Regions from separate parts of the Mus musculus genome. Here regions 2 and 3 are each linked to region 1. Evidence: chromatin contacts called from public Hi-C and promoter capture Hi-C data. All regions are on one chromosome and are shown on one strand. The core of a region is the stretch at or near the end of the contact, and the rest is flanking DNA. Distances in the headings are between cores, read along the strand shown. Region 1 holds the start of Fbln5 (fibulin 5). Region 2 holds the start of Golga5 (golgi autoantigen, golgin subfamily a, 5). Region 3 overlaps Rin3 (Ras and Rab interactor 3).

Region 1 (5,090 bases), core at 1,361-3,860:
GTGGAGAAAGAGAAGGGGTGGGGCAATAAGACAGAGCACTGCCCTCGACTCTGGATCTCGACCTTTGACAGGTCACAAGGAGCTGATCATGGCAAATAAGTTGCCTCAGGCAGATGTAGGGTTCACATCTGGGGGCCACACTTGGTGCTCTTTTGATAACAGAATTTGTAAAGGAAGTGTTTGAATAACATATGAAAATGTAATAAGGACACATGTAAAACTCTGGATAGTTAAAAATAGCAGGTGGAGGAGCGCTGTCAGGCAGCTGGGTGGCACACTTTGGTAGGAAGGAAGCAGGAGGTGGATGCAGCCTGAGGAGAAGATAGACAAGGCTGCCTCCGGGTCATGTGATGATCAGCTGAAAGAACTCAGGCTGCGGGCTGGGGATGTAGCTCAGTGGTAGAGCTCTTCCCTAGCATGTTCAAGCAATCACTTACACACTGAGGATAAAGTGGAGGCTGGACACCAAAGTCAGTAGCGGGCCCGTTCTTATACACCCACGACACTGTTAACTTATAAACTGTGTGCAGGGAGAGATTAACAACACTAATGCACTAACAGCATGCTTCACAGATAGCTCCATAACCCATTTCTCTTTATTACTGATTAATCATTCCATTCGCTTACATCTCAAATGATATCCCACTTCCCGGCTACCCCTCCACAAGTCCCCCATCCCTCAACCTCCCTCTTCTCCCTCCCTTTGCCTCTATGAGGGTGCTCCCCCCATCCTCTCCCTCCTCACCCCTCCAGCATCCCCCTACACTGGGGCATCAAACATCCACAGGACAAGGACCTCCCTTCCCATTGATGCCAGATAGGACAATCCTCCGCTACCTATGTATCTGGAGCCACGGATCCCTCTCTGTACACTCCTTGGTTGGTGGTTTAGTCCCTGAGAGCACTGGGTGGTCCAGCCAGCTGATGTTGTTCTTCCTATGGGGTTGCAATCCCCCTTAGCTCCTCCAGTCCTTCCCACCTGGGTACCTGATGTACAACACACTTAAGGTTTGATTGATGTTCAACCCACTTAACGTCTTGTACTTTTACAAAGTTCTAGACATTTATTTATTTATTTCTATTTTTAAAGGTTTTTTTTGAAGTTTTAATTTTATGTATATGGGTATTTTGCCTGCATGTATGTCAGAAGAGGGAATCAGGTCCCCTAGAACTGAAGTCATCAGCAGGTTTGAGCCACCTTGTGGGTGCTGGGAATTTGAACCCAGGTCCTCAGCAAGAGCAGCCAATGCTCTTAGCCATCTCTCCAGCCCCTACAATCATAGTTTTTATATTAATCTAATAAAATTGGTCTATGTGACTACCAAGATTCTATTAGAACTATAAAGTATATTAGAAAGCCTGCAATATCAGTGTGTGAGGAGCCTCTTCAGCATTTTAAAACATGTTATAGCACAACATCATGAAACTCAAGTCTATGTTCCTTACTGTACGAAGTGCCTTGGCCAGAAATTACATCAGGTACTTGAGAGGTTCTTTTGTACTCCCTCCCAGTCACTGCCGACTTTGAGCTTTAGACAGAGCAGCAGGCCAGGGTGCACACTTAGAGGTCTAGCTATTTTGATGGGTTACTCTCATTTATTTCCCAATCTGAAATTCTCTTTATTTCGCCCCTTTAGTGCAGAACTGGTGGACTTGAAGGGTTTTTATAATCCTAGCTACTAGAACAATGGACGGGAGGTACTATCTCATGAAGGAGATGAACCTAAATGTAGTTTATTCTTAGCCATTTCATACGCCCATAGTAAATAAATCAGGTCAGTTGACCTCTGAGCTTCAGCGGAATCAACAGCAGTCTGGCTGCTCTAGTTCAGTCTAACGAGATTTTAGAGTAAGAGTCCGTTTCCTTAAAACAGTGTTAGAAAAGAATAGGATGTAGGCTTCAGAGACTCGCTGGCATCTCTGAGAGCCATGAGGCAGTGGGGAAGTCACTCGACCCCTTTTATTCCCACCTCCAAGGAAACTGAACCAGTTTCTACTGTACAGAGGCATATGGGGGGGGGGGGGACTCTGCCCCTTTGCTTTCTGAACTGTAGGTCGGGCAGTTGAGGGTCCAAGAGAAGGTTCAGGCAAGGAAGGTCTTGCGGTGTAGCAGTCTGGTCGTCGTGTCTTTTGGAGAGCAGTGTCTTTGGCACTTTTGCACTTGATAGAGGGTTCCAGAGCTATGAAACGAAAGGGAGTGGGGCGGGGCTTCCAGGGCCCAAGTGTAGCCCACCATTCTTTAGGCTTTTCGCTGTTGACTTTTACAAATCACCTTTCTACTTTGAAGGCCAGAAACAGCAACAGCAGCAGCAACAACAACAACAAGCTAAGGATAACGAGGTGAGGGCGGCCAAGGAGAGTTCTCAGCCATTGCTTGCTCTTCCTGGTCCGCCCTTACCCCCACATCCCAGCTTAGGGGTACCACGCTTGTTCCAGCCCGTGATTTAAGCCTCGGGTTCCCAATTGCTCACGCGTCTTTCGTCCGTGAAGCCGCCTTGGTGTGAGTTCAAGTTCGTGCTGCCACAGAGCCTGATGACACGCCCCCTCGCACGCGCCCCGCTCCGCCCTGGGGAGGCCGGGCGCCCCCCAGCCCCGCGCTCTGACGGGCTCCCCTCCCAGCGCCGAGCACTTGGCCCTGGCAGACGCCCCAAGATTGTTGTGAGGAGTCTAGCCAGTTGGTGAGCGCTGTAATCTGAACCAGCTGTGTCCAGACCGAGGCCCCATTTGCATTGTTTAACATACTTAGAAAATGAAGTGTTCATTTTTAACATTCCTCCTCCAATTGGCTTAATGCTGAATTACTGAAGGGGGTTAAGCGAAACCAGGTGCCGGCGGCGAGGGCTCTGCAGTGGCTCCCAGCACCCGGCACTGTCCCGGCCCTCCGCGCTGCCCGCTCGGCCCCTCCGGAACCAAGCCGCCCCAGTCCCACCGCAGAGCCTGCCTTCCTCGCGTCGCTTCTCCTCCCGCGCATCTTGGATATGCCAGGATTAAAAAGGTAGGTTGGAAGGCGCCAGGAACTGTCTCCAGGCTTGAGAAACCTAACTCCAGACCTGATGGGTGGAAAATAGCTATGGCTGAGATTCCGCCTGTGTCAGGGCACTGGAAAAGACTTTTAGCTAGTGATGCAATGACCCTGTTAATTACAAAAAGCTGCGCCCATCTCAAAGTCTTCGTTTGGGAGTGGGGATTTTTCTAACAGCGTCAGGAGTCAGCATCTCGAGAGAGGCAGCAGACAACCTCTCTAGGTCATTTCTCTTTCTTTTTGGAAAGGGCAGCAACGTTGTGCGCAGTTTATAAACTATCACACTACATGTTTTTTAAATTTGGGAGACTGCTGACTACGGCACCAGCAATTGCTTTGCTGCAACGGCTGTGAGACAAGCAGAAGTCTCCGAACACTTCTGTCTGCGTTTGCTCTATGTGTGTGATTTACAGAGGGAATGGGACCTAGAAGTTTCGAGCCAATGCACAGTGGACTCTGCAGACAGAGACGCATGTAAGCAAATGTTTTGCTGTTCTTTGCGGAAATTGCAATTCCAGTCAAGTAATCCTTGAGCCTTGAGGAAGTTTAAGGATGACATCTGTTCTCCCTTTCTCCAGTGTCTCTTGAAAATATAGCTGCCCTGCATAGATCTACACACTTTCTCTGTGTGTGTTTGCATGTGGGAGGGGTGCATGCATGCGAATACAAACCGAGCCTCATTATGGTAAGCCATAGTTAATATTACCATCCCACATCTCTGACCAGCAATGTCTGTCACTGACAGACAGTTGGAGGGTCTGTCCTCCTCCTCCTCCTCCTCCTCCTCCTCCTCCTCCTCCTCCTCCTCCTCTTTTGGATGGTGGACCCAGATTCAAAAGAAAAGGGTTGAGACAGTTTCTCCTCCCCAGTATTAATTATACTTCAATTTTGGTATGATTTCTTTCTGGAAAGCTTCTCTGTTAGCCTAGAGATTATTTGGCCCCCAGGACCCAGCCATAGCTCTTCCAGGAGGCTGGGCTTGGAGCTGGCCAGCCCTGGTCTGGCTTTCGCCAAAAGGAATGGGGAGTGGGGTAGGGGGAGAAGCCGGTAGGGTTAGCATGCCTTTTCCAGTCTCTCTCAAACTGTACTGCATACAGTCAAGCTGCTCTGTCTCCAACATAAACGAGACGGGATTTTATAACCACCTGAAAGGAAACTTCATGAGAAGAAACAGGAAAACATTGAAATTCATAATCTACAGACTGGAAAATAAATTTGTTATTGTTCTCTTATTCCTTCCAGATATAAAGTCTGGCTCTTGCAAATATAAAAAAAAGCCCAGGGATTTGGCTCTGCACTTTATAAGGTCAGAGCTGTCTCCAGTGTTGGAGAACCTGGCTCACATAGGCAGTTAGATGAAATGGAAACCTGTCTACTCAGGATTGGATCTGGGACTCCGTGAAGGAAGTGGGTTTGCATCTTCCAGTACCACATCGGGCTCAGTTTTGCCTGGGTGCCTGGGTGCTACCTTCCCTCTGTGTCCTCTACATACCTACTGCTATTTCTCCTGCGCTGTGGGTCAGGGATGTGAATGAGCTTGGAATTTCTTGAGCACTCATTCTGAAAAGGCCCTGGGGACTACAGAGTCATGGTGCTAGGTGGGTAATGATAAGCCTCAGGCTCCAACCAGGTCCCCAGGCTCATAGCCATGCTGAGAAACAGTCAAGATCGCCCCCTTCAGGAAGCTTTCTCTGTTGACTCTTGACATTCTTATCAAAGCGAATCTACACTCCCGGCCCATGCCACAAAGCAGCCAGCTCAGGTGGCTGGCAGCTGGGTCACAGCTCTGTGGCTCTCCTGCCCAGTATCTAGGCTGCAAGCTGTAGTTGCTTGGATAGATGCTAGTGACCTGGAGAGTGTGGTTACAGACTGGATCATCAGCACAGGCTTCACGTTGTCTTCCATCTTTCCTGCTCTAGGTGCCCAGGTCAGTAGTGTTGCATCTGCTCATTTGGCTATATACCTAGGCTCCATGACTCTTTAACCTGCAAAACAGCTCTTGTACCATACTCCATGTTGTATGGTGCACACCTGTAACCCCAGCATTTGAGGGGTAGAGGCAGGAGAA
Region 2 (5,090 bases), core at 1,405-3,904, 650 kb before region 1:
AAAATTCACATACTGAACTCCAAACCCAAAGACTTCAGAACGTCACGTAATAGAAACAGGGTCTTTGGGCTACAGAAATGGCTCAGTGGTTAAGAGCACTGACTGCTGCTCTTCCAGAGGTTCTGAGTTCAAATCCCAGCAACCACATGGTGGCTCACAACCACCTGTAATGGGAATTCGATGCCCTCTTCTGGTATGTCTGAAGACAACAACAGTGTACTCATATACATAAAATAAATCTAAAAAAGAAAAAAGAAACACAGACTTTAAAGATGTAATTTAAACTGATGTCTATTATTAGAAGAGATATATACACAAATAGTCATAAAGAGAGACCATGTAAAAGCAGGAGAGAAGACAGCTAGCTCTAAGGCAAAAGGAAATCCTCAGAAGTCAGCCTTCAGACAGCTGAGCAGGTAAAAGCCCTAGCCCTGAAGCTTGACAGTCTGAATTCAAACCACAGAACCTACTGATGAATGAGGCAGAAGCCCCAAGAAAATTGTCCTCTGGTCACAAATATGCCCACATTTACAAGTGCACACACAACTAGTAAGTAAAATAATAATAATATAAACAAGTCAACCTAGCCAATACCTTTATTGTGGCCTTAGAACTGTGAGAAAAGTCAATTTCTACTGTTAATCCCTCTGGCCTATGATACTTTTTCATGGGTGTCATAACAAACTCATACAGGATTCAAACAGAAAAAAAAAAATGCTTGGCAAAATTCCAGCACAACCAAATAAAAAGCCTCTGAAATTTGTTTCAAAGGGCTGAACTTGGAAAAAAAAAAAAGAAAACAGAAAAACAAAACAAAACAAACCAAGAAACCCCACTTGATTATCACAAAGTTACTACTGTTAAAGTGAAGCACTCCTGCTAGGTGGTGGTGGCACAGGCCTTTATTCCCAGCACTTGGGAGGCAGAGGCAGGTGGATCTTTGAATTTGATGCTATCCCGGTCTACAGAGTGAGTTTCAGGACAGCCAGGGGATACAGAGGGAAATCCTATCTTGAAAAAACAGTAACAAACAAAACTAACAGTGAAGCACTCCTGTGATTTATGTATGCAGCATATATAGGTCTAAAGTAAATTTTCAGTAATTTAAATATTTAGTACCTACCATGTGCATGTCCAGCTGAGTTCAATTTTTTTTTTAAAAAAATGACTGTATAAATTATCTATTTAACCAACACATGGAAAAAACTTCCAGGTGCCAAAGTCAAGGCCACGAAGTAAAATTAACCTTTAAGCTGTAGAATGAAGTAAACTACAAAGTCAACAGTGTTGGTTGAATGTGGTCAGTGTCCCTTTGGCTTGGAACTATTAGATCTTGGGCTTTCTTCACTAAATTGGCATCAGAGTTGTCTTTCCTTCCCTTCTATGCTAGGTCTTTTTATTCTGTGTGCATGCCCTTCTTTTGCCTTACACTGCTTCAGGTTGTTGCAACTGTTGTTTTAAAACATGTCTCTCCCTGCTGGGGAAGGGGGAGTGGGTGGATACACACAATGCCTGGTTTGCTCAATGATAAATTCCAATTCTAGCCCACACACAGGCACTCCTAGAAACACTACTGAAGTAATTCATCCTTATATGTCAAGTGTTGTGCAAACACTATCACTAAAAATAATATAATATAAAAATAAAATAATAAAAATAATATAGTAACATAATGCTCAGCTACATTATATGGCAAACTGTAAAGTCCTTTAGAAACAAATAAAGATGGATATGGCTTAGAAAGATCCTGGAACTTCGATGGCACCTCAGACACTGGAATCTAGGTCAACCTAGAGGTAAACCCACCTTTTAACCTCTCCGCTCTAACCTCGTCGGAAGTTAACTGTTTCAACACACTCTTTAGGAAACCCATTTAAGTGTGTATTTCAATTTATGAGAAACCAAATGAAAAAGGAATGTAACATGCCTTCTGACTTATAAAACGTTACACAAGCTCGATGTAAAAATTAGTGATGAGCGAGAGAAAAGTAGCTCTCCTAATAAAAAAAAGCCTGAAGACAATTAATGTCTTGCCTCCCATCTGAAAGTTAACGGGGCTTTAAAACATATCTTTCACGTGGATCGTAGACACTAAACCTGAGCTCTTATCTCAGTGACAGACTCCAAGAGGGGACTTCCCGTGGTGCAAAGCCACCGGGAAGGTCAGATGTCACACAGAGGCGGGGGTCAGGGGTCAGGCCCGGCGGTGTGACCACGGGTCCCCGAGAGGCGAGAACACATCGTACTGGGTCCCCAGAGCAGAGTCGGGGTGGAGGGCGGGTCAGCCTCGGTATCCGGAGGCTACGGGGCTCTGGCATCCCCTTCCTTGTCCCTGAGCGAAGACGAGCACGACAGCGCTCGGGAAAGGCGGAGACCGGGTCCCGCAGGCCAAGCCGTCCCGCCCGCGGCCTGGTCGCGCCTCACCTGAGGACGCCGAGCGGCAGCACCGCGGCCTCGTCGCCCGCCCGGGCCGCCACAGCAGCCCGCTGCTCCCGGACCTGCCGGCTAGCTCTTCCGGGAGACGTGGAAGGGCGGCGAGGACCTCAAAACAGAGTGGCCAACGAGCTGCCTGAGTGGCCGGAAGCTGAGCGCCGCCGGCCGCCTAGCAGGTCACTCAGGCGGCGGCGCCGGCGGCCGCGGGGCCCTAGCGCCAGGCCACGCCCCCTTCCGTCTGCCGCCGAACCGGGTGCCGCGCCAGCGTGCGTGTGACGTAACGCCGCCGGCACGCGGCCTCCACAACATTGCGGAGCACGCCCACAACGGGGGGCAGGGTCCCGAGCACCACAGGGGCGGGCCCAAGCCAAACTGGGCGGGGCATGAGCCGGCCCAGGCCTCTGAGCTCCTCCTCCCTTTCAAAAGTTTTACACGTGAGGATTTCGAGGCAGAGACTGGAACTGTCTAATCCCTGGGCCTGTGGGATGGTTCAGTAAATAGAGTACATAGATAAATAGCCAGGACTAACGGCCTGAGTTCTGAGTTCTGAGTTCATTCACAAAGCACACACACACACACACACACACACACACACACACACAAATTAAAAATACAAGGGCTGTGGAACAACATTATGAACTAACAGTACCCCGGAGCTCTTGACTCTAGCTGCATATGTATCAAAAGATGGCCTAGTCGGCCATCACTGGAAAGAGAGGCCCATTGGACTTGCAAACTTTATATGCCCAGTACAAGGGAACGCCAGGGCCAAAAAGTGGGAGTGGGTGGGAGGGTATGGGGGACTTTTTGGGATAGCATTGGAAATGTAAATGAGAAAAATACCTAATTTTAAAAAAACTGGGAAAGGGGATAACATTTGAAATGTAAACAAAAAAAATATCCAATTAAAAAAAAAATACAAGGGCTGGAGAGGTGGCTCAGTGGTTAAGAGCACTGGCTGCTTGCTCTTCCAGAGGTCCTGAGGTCAATGGCTCACAACCAACTGTAATGGGATGGGATCTGGTGCCCTCTCCTGGTGTGCCTGAGGGCAGCTACAGTGTACTCATATAAATGAAATAAATCTTTAAAAGAAAAAAAGAATACAATTTAAAGGGATGGGGTGAAGAACTCGGGAAGGGGGGACCAGTAAGGGGGGCAACATTTGGAATGTAAATACATAAAATAGTATAAGAAAAAAAATAAAAGAATACAATTTTTTAAAAAGAACCTGCTTTCAAGTGACAGAGATGGATTTTGCCTAAACTAATGAATCAACAATAGTTCAGAGCCTTTTGTAAACCAAGAGAAACAGGGAGAAGTATCCCGAGGTAGGAAAATAAGTCAGTTTGTGAGGGTTCCTTGTAGAAAAGATAACTTGAACTGAGACTATTATTCAATAGTGCTATAGTTATATTTTGCATACAGCTCACAGACTTTTTGAAATGGGTTTTTAAAAAGAAAATCTGTGTTCAATAATTCACTGAAGGCTACATCTACTGGGTAAACAGGACCAGGCTAATTTCGCCAACTGAAAAGCCTATGGTAAATTCTCAAGTAAGTGCGTTTGGGCATTGAGGAAACTAAGACTCAGAGATGTTAAATAATCTGGTTCCAATATTATCTGTCCTTAAAAGGGAGGTGTCCATCTCACTCCAAAGTCTGTGCCCCTAGACTCAAATTTTTATTGTCTCTGCATTGAATATGGGGAATAACTACAAGCCATTTTCTTCCTATTAAGTCAGGTTTAATCCAACTCAGTAGTGAGACTAACTCCCAGCAGAAGCCGAAAATCACTGTTGCTGTGATCTTAGAGCCCTTCTTAAGTGGAGAACAGTTTCAGGATCCTTGAGCGGCTCCATTCTCACAATGCCGTAAGGAGTGTCTTGCTCTTATTGTGTGGTAACTGGCATTGCAGTTCTCAACTAATTCTAACTAAGCTGTTCTTCCTGTTAAGGGCTATTTATCATCAGTGGTTGCTAGGTGACTGTCCTACATCCCAAGATGGAGATATCCTTTCCAGCTCCACTGATGACAGTTTGATCATATGATCTACCATTCACTGCTGGAATGTAGACAGGCCTAACTATATACAAGCCTAAACGTTCAGAGTTAGGCAATGGTGTGTTTCCTCCAGTTCTTTTTCTTCTTGAGAGAGAGCAGCTCCAAGCTAGGGTTATTCTGCTAGACTGAGTCCTGAAAGGAAGAAAATGAAGCAGTAAATAGTCCACATCTAACATGTGGTCAGTTAGAAATAGTTCTTTGCAGTTACGGGCTAGTGAGATTTAAGACTGGCTTTTCCACAGCCTAACTAATGAAACCTAATACATCACCCTATTTTACAGATAAAGCACAAAATGCAGTAAGGTGTAAATGCAAACAAGTTATTTTTCTCTTGCTGTAAGAAGTTGAGACAGAATCAAATCTTCCTCAATGAAAATATTGGCCGTGGACAGGCTGCCAAAAAGTATTTTGAGGACTGGGGCTGTAGCTCAGATGATAGTGTGCTTGAGTTATAGGTATGAAGCACTGAGTTTGATCACAAACACTGCATAATTTGGGCCTGATGGTGTATGCCTATAATCCTACCACTTGGGAGATTGAGGACAAAGGATAAGAAATCATAGACATGTTCAGCTACGTGACAAGTTCAAGGCCAG
Region 3 (5,090 bases), core at 1,818-4,317, 570 kb before region 1:
ATGGGGAAGCCTTGGCCAGCAGCACCGAGAAGAATGGTGTGTGGGTGTTGTGTGTGTGTGTGTGTGTGTGTGTGTGTGTGTGTGTGTGTGTGTGTAGCAGGGAGATGATCTGGGCTGTTAGGACATATGGGTGAATCGATCTGATGCAGCCTGGGATATGTGGAATGTCTTGTTCCTCCCATACCACTTGGCCTATTGGGTTATAGCACCTGCCTGGTGGCACTTCTAAGCCTACCCAGGACCTGCAGAGCTAGGAAGATTGGCAGGTAGAACCTTGGATTCCTCTATGCAAGACCCACTGCTCACCCTGAGGATAGTAGGGCTGGCAGGCCAAAGCAACCAAGCATAGCGCACAGATGGTACCTATACAGTTTGTAGCCCCAGACACTTAGTCCCCAGCATCACCTGCACAGAGGAGCGGGAGGCCCGCGCTTTGTTGAGCGTGCGCCTGCGTTCCCAGCGATGGATGGAGTCCTGCACCTCCACGCTCAGCTGTCGGGTCACTGTGATCTTGTCATAGTTTTTAATGTGCTCCAGGGCTCCGTAGGTGGTGGTCAGATAGTAGGAACCTGTGGGGTCAAGGACACTGTCTGAACGAGAAAGGTCTGGATCCACCACATTGGGAGGAGAGCTGGTCTCAAAGTGTGCGGCTCTGCCCATTGCTTCCAACATGCCCCTCCCTTCATAGCCACCAGGGGGCGTCCACGCTCTACAACCTGCTTCAAAGGCTTCACTTCACCGCACTGGGGCTTCAGCCATTGGCACTGTATAGAAACAGCTTAGCTCACATCTTTCCTTAGCCCACTTCAAGAAGGTATTGTGTGGAATATTCCATATATAACATATATAATTATATATGACTATTTTAATATTATAATAAATTAGAAATGTTATTTATAATTACATATAATTATATGATTATATAATATAAAAATACAGAATATATATATATATATATTTGTGGGCACACTCAACTTGCAGAAGTCAGTTTATATATATATATATATATAATTATTTTTAGACAGGGTTTCACTACTTAGCCCTGGCCTGAAATTCATAATAAAGACCAGGCTAGCCTTAAACTCCTAGAGATCCACCAGCCTCTGCCTTCTGAGTGCTGGGATTAAAGGTATGGTTGGTTTACCACACCTGGCTAAGGATACTTATTCAATGTGGCCAGACTGGGAAGAGGACAAGAAACCCAGCAATTCCAACAAGTCTGTCATCCAAGCTCGGTACTCTTACAATGATGTCTGAAATGTAAAATGCGATTTTTAAGTGTTTTAAAATATATAGGATACGTAAGAAACCGAGAGACATGGATGCCTGGGTGTGTGTGGAGGAGGCGCTGGGAGCCCACCTTCTCACTGTAGTAAACACTGTTTTAACAGGAAGAGCACCGTGAGTGTATTACCTATCATAAAAACAATTTCCAAGGATGCACAGGAAATTTTAGTTATCACATGAAGTTTTTAGGGATTAAAATAGTAAAAATATTTGATGCTATGCAGCCATAATATCAGCAGCACTCAGGAGGCAGAGGCAGAGGCAGAGGCAGGCAGATCTCTGTGAGCTGGACGTCAACTTGGTCTACGTAGCAAATGCAAGGCCAGACATAGCTACAAAGCGAGATCCTGTCCATTAAAAAAAAAAGTATTACATTTAAATTTTTATTTTGTGTGCACATGTGTACATGTATTTGTGGGCACACTCAACTTGCAGAAGTCAGTTTCCCTTCCACCACAAGAGTCCCAGGAATTGAAATGAGGTCCCCAGACTTGGCGGCAACTGCCTGCCTTTACCCACTAAAATATTGGCCCACCAAATTCTCTTCTTTAAAAATAATCTTAATCTTTAAGGTTTCCCTGAAGTAATTGAGGCTTTAAGGTATTTGAAGCTGCAGCAGCCATGGAATTTTAAGTTCAAAGACAATGCTTTGCTGGGATGTTTATCTGGCCATCAACTTGTTAGGACTTCAGAACCTTGCTGACATCTTTCACTTTTTAAATTTTTTGGTAGCTTTTATTTTTAAATTTATTTGTTTTATGTATATGAGCATGTGTCTTCAGACACTCCAGAAGAGGGCATGGGATCCCATGACAGATGGTTGTGAGCCACCATGTGGTTGCTGGGAATTGAACTCAGGACCTCTGGAAGAGCAGTCAGTGCTCTTAACCACTGCGCCATCTCTGCAGCCTGAGAGATCCTTCACTTTGAATGCAGTGGTTCTCAACTTTCTTAACTCTGTGACTCTCTAATACGGTTCCTCATGTTGTACTGACCAACCCCCTCCCCAGTCATAGAATTATTTTCCTCACTTCTTTATAACTATAATTTTGTTACTGCTATGAATCATAATGTAAATATGTAGTACATCTAATATGCAACCAACCCACAAAAACCAACCCATGTAATATGCAATCGACTCACAGGTTGATAACTGCTGCTTTCTTTAAAGGGAAGAAATTGAATCATAGAAGAAGAGGGTGATATGGCCAGGATCACACGGTACCGCCCCTGCCCTTAGCATCCTTTCTCCCAGTCCCTAGCTTTTCTGATATTCTCTAGCCTGCTTTTCCTGGCTATTAAGGCCAAGCCAATGGTCTTGGACATGAGGCTGATTCTGCCTGGGACCCACCCCAATTCATCTTCCCATCCTAACTATGGGAGATCTACTGGTATCTGAACTGGCCCTGGATGAAAATGAAAATGCTCGCTTCCAGACTCCTTAAGCTTGGCTGAGCAGGCACAGCCCTGAGTCCGCCGCTGTGGCAGGGAGAGCAGGGCAGGGTTAGGGGTGCTCTGATTCTGAGTCCTGGAGATGAATGAGCATATTGAAAAGTCACTTGCCTTTCTATGTCATGCATGTAAGGGGCGGGGCTTAGTTACGCTTGGGTCACACAACTATATGAGGGCAGACAATAGTTCTGGGAGCTTCTGGTTCTCTCTGAGGCACTAGGGAGGAACTCCAAGCCCTGTTGGGTGCTCTCATAGCCCTTCAAGTCCTATACACCCCATATGGCCCTTCTAGCCCTCTTTGATGGAGACCATGTAGTACCGACTATGAGCACTAGGTGACAGGCGACACCACTATGAGTTTTGCAGACATTTCCCATGTGGTGGATTGCTTGGTAAATAAATCCATTGGTGAGATTAGCTGGGCACAGGTTAGGGAGGGCACATGGGCAAAAGGTCTATGAAGACACGTGTGGGAGATGTTTGGATTCTTGGTTGGCTCTAGCCAGGTTATTTCCCTGAGATGGGGTGGGTATAAGAAGGGGGTCACATCAGGCCTCCAAGCTGCTTACAGGAAGGCCCTCATCTCTCCTGCCACAAATGCCTACTGGGAAAAATCACAGGAACCAGCTATCAGATCTGGGATAAATCATACTCCATCCTAGGCAGGAGGGGTCACGCGAACGCATAGGAGACAGTGTTTCCATAGGTGGAGAGAGATCCAGTGCAGACACGGGCACAGTGCCTTGTTTCCCAGGACTTGGGTAGACACTGTCTCAGGGTGGGTGTCACACTTTCAGCAGTGCTGGCTAGAGATCCCTGCCAATTTCTTTGGTGTCTGGGTGCTTCCATGGGCATGGTGAAACCCAAGAAAAGCCTTGAGGAGACAGAGGTCCCAAATGTGAGAGTGAGGTGTTTGTTGATTCTCACAAGACTCCCAGACTTCTGGCATGGATGGTTCAATGAGTGCATGGGTTGGTGGATGGAGATGTGGGGGATGGAGATGTGGGGGATGACAGAGTGTGTATGGATGAGTTGAAGAGTGGGTAGGTAAGTTTATGGATGGATGGACTGGTGAGGAAATGGATGGATGGGCTGGCCAATGGAGGATGGATGGAGAGATGGGTAGATAGATAAATGAATTGGTGGGTAGATAGGTAGATAGGCTGATATAGATGCGGATGGGTGGATGGATGGATGGATGGATGGATAGATGGATGATGGATGGATGGATGGATGGATGGATGGATGATGGATGGATAGATGGATGGATGGATGGATGGGTGGATGGATGGATGGATGGATAGATGGATGGATGGGTGGGTGGATGGATGGATAGATGGATGGATGGATGGATGGATGGATGGGTGGGTGGATGGATGGATGGATGGATAGATGGATGGACAGATGGATGGAAAAGTGGGTAGATGGATGAGTAGGTAGGTAGATGAATGAATAGGTAGTTGATGGGTAGATGCGTGGGTAGACATGTGGATGGACAGATGGATGGTGGGTAGAAGGGTGGATGGACTGAGAAAAGCTTGCTTCTTCTGAATCCCCAGACTTCACAGGAAAACCAGGTGCTCCAATTGCAGGTAACATGTAACTAAAGAGCAAAAGGGGGTAGCTCCAGGTGCCACAGCCACAGCTCAGAGCTACAGACAATAGCAAAGCTCTCCCGCTTTCCCTGTTCCCCTGAGCTTAGAAGACCTCACTGAAGCACTTATGTCAGGCTTGCCACCTCCAGAGGTGGCAGATGCAAACGCATGCAAAGGGGGACAGCCACTCGAGAACCACAAAGCCCTAAGGGGACGCTTGTGCCTGGGAGACTGACTCCATTCTTCGAGGGTGGAAGCCCATAGGACATGCCACGGTTCCTCAGAGTCCATATGGGGCTTCTGTACCTCAAGTGATTCTTAGTGGAGGGGTGGCTGAGGCCCTAGCGGAGGAAGTGGTGGGTGGAGGGACGAGGAAGGGAAACTGAGACAGGCCGCAGCAAATCACACCCTTTCTTCATTCAACCAGGGAGCACAGAGCCCTCAACGCCTCAGTGACTTCTTCCTATGGACACAAGTCCTGGCCAGGGCTGAGTCCCAGGAGCCACCTTATCTATCTAAGAACAGATCTCTACTCGCCACACTCCCTGGAGACAATGTCTGCCATTTTTGCATCACTTGTCAAACCACTAACTTCTGCTGGGCCTCCAGGAAGAATACTATTCCTCCTCTTCTTTGTTTTTAATTAATATATTTAGTTTTACTGGTTTATTTTCGAATCAGGGTCTCACTCTGCATCCCTGGCTGGTCTAGAACTTAACTGTGTGGAACATGCTGGCCTCGAACTCACAGAGACCC

What was found. Promoter capture Hi-C pulls out the DNA fragments that hold promoters and counts their contacts. Hi-C and Micro-C count contacts between places; a contact is called where the count stands out from the background.
Region 2: a contact with region 1 is called in a Hi-C map of the HPC-7 cell line, with 4 times the contacts expected there. The contact joins the promoter of Golga5 here to the promoter of Fbln5 in region 1. A contact is called at or near these places in 8 of 39 promoter capture datasets (the 3T3-L1 cell line, the C10 cell line, the HPC-7 cell line and 5 more), 5 of 484 Hi-C or Micro-C datasets (the C10 cell line, the HL-1 cell line, the HPC-7 cell line and 2 more), 1 of 115 datasets of contacts at active chromatin or transcription factors (embryonic stem cells) and 1 of 9 other capture datasets (adipose tissue).
Region 3: a contact with region 1 is called in a promoter capture Hi-C map of hippocampal neurons, with 2.5 times the contacts expected there. The contact joins the enhancer-like site here to the promoter of Fbln5 in region 1. A contact is called at or near these places in 1 of 39 promoter capture datasets (hippocampal neurons), 2 of 15 datasets of contacts at CTCF or cohesin (large pre-B cells and pro-B cells), 13 of 484 Hi-C or Micro-C datasets (the G1E-ER4 cell line, the HL-1 cell line, the P5424 cell line and 3 more) and 1 of 9 other capture datasets (embryonic stem cells).

The regions. Positions count from the first base shown.
Region 1 is chr12:101,816,639-101,821,728 of GRCm38.p6, reverse strand. Fbln5 (fibulin 5) reads left to right here and starts at 2,610. Exons shown (of 11, transcript NM_011812.4): 1 at 2,610-2,995. The coding sequence starts at 2,979.
Region 2 is chr12:102,466,698-102,471,787 of GRCm38.p6, reverse strand. It overlaps Golga5 (golgi autoantigen, golgin subfamily a, 5), which reads right to left and starts at 2,654. Exons shown (of 13, transcript NM_001199004.1): 1 at 2,425-2,654. Gm30198 (a long non-coding RNA gene) reads right to left here. Exons shown (of 3, transcript XR_381856.1): 3 at 3,912-4,626.
Region 3 is chr12:102,383,033-102,388,122 of GRCm38.p6, reverse strand. It overlaps Rin3 (Ras and Rab interactor 3), which reads right to left. Exons shown (of 10, transcript NM_177620.4): 9 at 406-569. Among named protein-coding and RNA genes, the nearest start is that of Lgmn, 54 kb to the left of the region's middle. Within about 2 kb of position 3,067, at least 7 of the 459 cell types and tissues checked have an H3K27ac peak or open chromatin away from gene starts, as enhancers often do. A contact at or near this core is called in hippocampal neurons, where this site is marked.